Linked DNA regions of Hordeum vulgare: region 1 is linked to region 2. A link is a contact called in public HiChIP or PLAC-seq data. All regions are on one chromosome and are shown on one strand. Each heading gives the region's core, a stretch centred on a gene start, on an enhancer-like site or on the middle of the called end of the contact. The rest is flanking DNA. Distances are from core to core; before and after follow the strand shown.

The links. HiChIP or PLAC-seq counts read pairs in DNA pulled down with a chosen protein or histone mark.
Region 1: a contact with region 2 is called in an H3K4me3 HiChIP or PLAC-seq map of embryo, with 4 times the contacts expected there. The contact joins the promoter of LOC123444921 here to the promoter of LOC123444919 in region 2. A contact is called at or near these places in 1 of 6 Hi-C or Micro-C datasets (seedling) and 1 of 1 datasets of contacts at active chromatin or transcription factors (embryo).

What each region holds. Positions count from the first base shown.
Region 1 is chr3H:549,629,964-549,632,733 of MorexV3_pseudomolecules_assembly, reverse strand. It overlaps LOC123444921 (scarecrow-like protein 9), which reads left to right and starts at 1,511. Exons shown (of 2, transcript XR_006631045.1): 1 at 1,511-2,770.
Region 2 is chr3H:549,364,181-549,366,960 of MorexV3_pseudomolecules_assembly, reverse strand. LOC123444919 (probable WRKY transcription factor 39) reads right to left here and starts at 1,505. Exons shown (of 3, transcript XM_045121805.1): 1 at 1,109-1,505; 2 at 876-1,022. The coding sequence starts at 1,473.

The DNA of each region.
Region 1 (2,770 bases), core at 262-2,761, 270 kb before region 2:
TTTTTTCGCGAACTCTAAACGCGTTTTACGGATCAGCTTTATACGGGGTCGGCTAGAGATGCTCTAAAGTTACTACAAAGTTAAAGCATTTCTTTTGCAACGGAGGGAGTATTTGATTGAAAAGGGGTGCACGAGTTTTCAAGAATGTGGCCTCTTCAATGAGCCATTGGTGAACTTTGCGGAAATTGGTTGACGTGGACCGATGAGAGGTATCATAGTATAGCTCTTTTTTTGGAGGGAGGGAGGGGGGAGGGGGTAATTTGTCCTTTGACGCTTTTCCCTCTTAATTCAAAGATACACAAAGCTACTACATGTTCTCGATATATTTCACGTATGTGTTTTGGTTGTTCCAAACCTCCCAACAGCAGGAGACGATCATTAGACGACATGCGATGATCTTCCTCCCTCGTGAGGTTTGTTGCCGTGTTGATCAATCCAAAGTTACAAACGGGGCATTCTATCACGAGGAGGGTTGAAAATTAAGACGTACCCACCATGTGAACCCAACATGCGTTCAGTCTACAATTTTTACCGTCGAAGGGAGATAACTATATTATCTTAAGGAGTAGTATAAAGATTCACACGTCAGAGAGAGGGATCAAGTCATGCAATACGCCCCCACACAACTCTGTCCTACCAACCGATGCCAACACACACATGGGCAACACCATCGGTCTACAATTTGCTATCACCACACCCACGGATTAATTTACTGCAAGAGAAGGTGACATGTACGTCAAACGCCAATGCTAGACTAGACGGGTGCTTAATTTTCTAGTAATATGCATTTGTCTGGTTCTCTTCACCACTGAGTGATCTTCACAGAAAGGTCAAGCATATGGTTTTGGTGCAGCATCCCATTGACAACACTTCCACATCTTTCATGCGGAGAACGCACAACTGTATAGAGTACGGGGTTACTCTCTACTCCCTCCGTCTCGGTTTACAAATCCGATACATATATTTAGATCGTTAATTTGATCAACTTAATGGGAGACATATATAACAAAAAATATATTATTAGAAATTTTAGATGTTGTATTTTCTAATGATATAGTTTTTATGTTAAATAATATAATTTATATATGTCAAATTGATGATCTAGATGTACGTGCATGTCTTCTAAACTGTGACGGAGGAAGTACTACAAATTCATGTTTGTTTAAATGGCTAAGCAGAAAATTCATGTGTGTGGATTGGAAGAGTTGCGGAGCTGGCAAGGAGGTCAAAGAGCGGTCCAGTCAGGCGTCAAGCCCCGATTGCCCGAAGCAATCAGCACAGCTCAGCCAGCATTGCCGCTGGTCCACGAGCACAGGTCTCCACCCCACCCCGCCCGTCCCCGTCTCTGCTGCCCGTGCGGCCCGGTCGCCACACCCGACGTCCCACGATGCTTCCCCGAAACTTCCCTCCGTGCACCGCGCCCACCACGTACGTAGCTCCAGCTGCGCGTGAGCTCACCCCGCGGCCGGACGTGGACGGGGCGCACCACGGCTGTGTGGTCTCGTGGGTGTCGACACTTCCGCCGCCGATTCACAGGGCTGGCTGAGACTCGCGCGCCTCTCAAAAGAACACCCATTTTCCTTTTCCCCCATTTATCACCCCTCCTCCTCGCGCTCCCAGAGCTCCGCTCGCCGCCACCTCTCCTCCTCCCTCGGCTCGCGACGCAGGTACCCGACACCTCTACCCATCGCCGGCGTCGGCCCACGACACCTCTGCCCATCGTCAGTGCCGAGTCGACAAAGCCGCCGCGTAGATTCCGCGCTCATCTCCTTCTATTTCTGCGCATCTGCCAGGTGGGAGATTGGAGTGTCTGCCCGCCCGCCTTAACCGCCACACCCTTGCATGCCCTGCGGCGGCGGCGGCGGTGTAGGTGCAGCGCCGAGCCCGCGTAGATGGTCATGGACGCCGCGCTCTACGACTGGTGCGGGCCGCTGCCCGCCGGATCCAAGCTGCCAATCCACCCCCAGATCACCGCGGAGGACCTCGAGTCGCTGCTTCTCCTGCCGTCCGACGGCGCCGACGCGGCCGCCTACCTGAATGCCGCGCCGGCTCCCCTGCTGCCTGCCTCGGCCGACACCGCGTCGCCGCCGCCGCCACCCGGAGACGCCTCGGCCCCCTCACCAGCCGCGCCGGACGACTCGGAGGTGTTCTCCGACATCGTGCTGGGCTACATCAACCGCATGCTCATGGCCGAGGACATCGACGAGAAGTTCGACCACTACCCAGCCCACCCGGCGCTGCTCGCCGCCGAGAAGCCCTTCCTCGAGATCCTCGCCGACCAGCCGCCCTGCTCGGGCGGGAGCACGGTCGAGAGCCCGGACGGCAGCAGCGTCACCACCAACTCCTTCAACAGCCTCGCTTCCTGCAACTGCGCCGCGCCTTCCGGTGGCCTCTGTGCCATGCAGGCGCCGCCCGCTCTCGAGTTCCCCACGCCGGAGTTCCCGCACCCGCCGCACTTCTATCAGGATCTGAGCCCTGAGAGCTGCGTGGTGGAAGCAGGCGGCGCGTGGCCGCCGTGCGACCCCATGGAATTCAACCCTCTTCCTGACGCGCTGCTCTCACAATCCTCGTCCTTCGCGTCTTCAAATGGCAGCAGTGTTGCATTTCCAGAGGGCTTCGAGCCGTGGCTCAGCACGGCGGATGCTGTGCCTCATGCTGCCTTGAGCGATTTTGTTCTGCAGAGCCAACAAGCGGCGCAGTTCAGCCGAGGATTTGAAGAGGCGAGCAGATTTCTGCCTCAAGAGAGCAAGCTTGTGATTGACCTTGACAG
Region 2 (2,780 bases), core at 256-2,755:
ACGGCATGGCCGACAACCGCGCACCTTGGCCGGCCCCGGACATATGGACTTTGCTCTCCAGCTGCTATCTACCGCGCGGCTCTGCAGCTCTTCTTCATGGTACTCCGAGTCTCCCACGAATGGGACCGACCAGTGTGTGCAAAAAAACCTTATCCTGGAACTTCAACAGAAGCTAAATCTAGAGGGAAGTTGTGACCATTACGTTTGTGGATTACTACTTCCATACCAAAGTTAGCATGGCTGACGATATGAGCTCGAGGACGGGCTGATTTGATCAAATGTCCAACACCTATCTTTGTTTAGGTTTTTTCAACTGGGATTTCCCCTTTTCATTACTTTGACATGCCGAAAATACTAACATTGGTTTAGCAGATTTAGGGATACAGAAAGAGGGGAAGGGAAAGAGCCCAGTAGCGACTGCATAAGTTCGATCGGTTAGATGCATGCATATCCATACAGCGCAAGACTTCTTGAACAGGTAGAAAATGAAGTGCGTCTTTGCTTTAGGGATGGAGACATGGTCTTTCGCGGATTGGTGGCTAGGATAACAGGCTGGGTGCTCTACTGTTGGATTTCAACTTTCTCTCTCCTTTTTTACATTAGCTTGTTTGTGATCATCTGTCGTGATCTAAGCTTACTGTATGATAAATGTTGGTAGTTTGTATTAGGGGTCAAACCAGATGGTTTCCTAGAAATCAGAGGGGTGCCCTCTATTTTATTGCATCTTCTCTTTTTTACATTAGCTTGTTTTGTGATCCAACTATGTGTGCATGCATTCATAAAGAGCAAACATGGAACAGCCATCAAAGTACACTAGTTTAGAAGTTGAAGTAAGGCATGAAAATAGCTAGATGTATCGATCAACTGGGCCGCACCTGGGATGGGGGTTGTTCTTGATGAACTTCTGCCCGTACTTCCTCCACCTGTACCCGTCCATGGGCGTCTTCTTGCCGCCGCCGCAGCTCCTCACCTTGGTCACGTGCCTGCTCTCCGGCGCCGTACCCGGCGCTCCATACCTGCGGCTTTTCAAGCAAACACCATACACAGATTGCTTGATCAACAAACGCACAGCGATCGACCAGTGCAAAATACTCACGAGTGCACCTACAAATGGAGCGAGCCGTAGCGCTGGCTGGAGGTGTACGGCCGAGACCACAGCGCCTTCTCGATGTCCCTGATCGTAGGGCCGGAGTAGGCCGAGCACAGAGGCATACTCGACGCCGAAGCCGGCGGCAACGGCTCGTGCTCGGCCGCGGTGCTGCCGCCGCTGTTGCACGGCGTGGCGGCAGGGGCGCCTCCCGTGTCGCAGGAGCGGTGGCGCCCCGAGTCGTTGTCCGGATACATGGAGCCGAGGAGGCTGTCATCGCTGAGGAGCTCCCGTATGAGCTGCTCGTCGAGCTCACCGGGCCAAACGCCAGCGTCCTCGTCGTCGGCGGTGGCTGCGAGGTCGTGATCCCTGAGTGCATCTCCCATCTCTTGTTCCTGGACGAGGAGCCCACACTTGTGAAGGGATTGATTGGCCATATATAACCCGCGGCTCACAGGTGGAAATGGAAAAGGGAGTAGGCTAGTCGAGTCTTCTTACAGGAATGAAAAGTCAACCTGCACCGATGAAAAGAAGGTCCAGAAGCGTTTCAGGAGCCGTGGGATGACCACATGGCGGCTGCTCGGCCGTTGGATTCGACTGTGGCACCCTGTTGCACAAATGGGAAAATAGAGAATAAAAATGCTAAATGTACAAAGAATTACACACGCTTACACTGATTAGGATTCTTTCTTTTTAACTAACTCCTCTTCCCCTTAATCTTCAATCAAAATCCACCTATGTATAAAAAACCATGTAGTCCTACGTATGTATAGCATTACTATAGGGAATAGTCATCTCAAATAGGAAAATGTCCACCTTGGTTCTCAAATTGAAAAATGTCCATCTTGGTTTACTTTTTCTCTTGTGTTTTTTCCGAGAATGGGGAGGGGGGTAGAAACCCCACCGGTTGTCGTATTACTCAAGGACTTGGAAGTCGAACAAAGCATTCATCAAGTGAGAAAAATCACAAGGTAAAAAGGAGATAAAATAGAAACTAGGGAGAGGGAGGTCCATCCTAGATGACAACTAGGAAGCGAGAGGGAACAATCATGAGCTCCTGTCGGCCGGGGTCGATGAATAGTTTGCCTCGGACTAGGAGGTCATCTGATGCCCACGGAAGAACTTCACCCATGATGTATGGCTTGTCGTTGAAGACCACATCATTGCGGGCCTTTCAAATAGGCCAACAGAGAACAAACATGCCATCCCTCCAACGGGCACTAGAGACCGTAGCCGGAGGGGTAGAGGAGAGGACAACATGACTAGTTCGTTCATCGTCATATTTCTTTGCATGATCATATAGAGCTGACATAGTATTTGTGGCAAAGCCACCTTCCATCATGTTTTTAATACATGTCACGCTAGATCATTGCACATCCTCGTACACTGCTAGAGGCATTCTCAGAGAGTCATATCTTCCTACCAGTTCTCCATATTGAGTTGTAAGTAAATAAAAGTGTGATGATCATCATTGTTAGAGCATTGTCCCACTGAGGAAAGGATGATGGAGACTACGATTCCCCCACAAGTCGGGATGAGACCCCGGACGAAAAATAAATAAAATGAGGAGGAAAAATGAGCCCACCATATATTAAAAAAATTATGGGGGAGGCAAAAAAGAAAGAGAAAAGCCCACCATATAAAAATGAGAGAAAAGGAGAGAACGGACAATGCTACTATCCTTTACCCCACT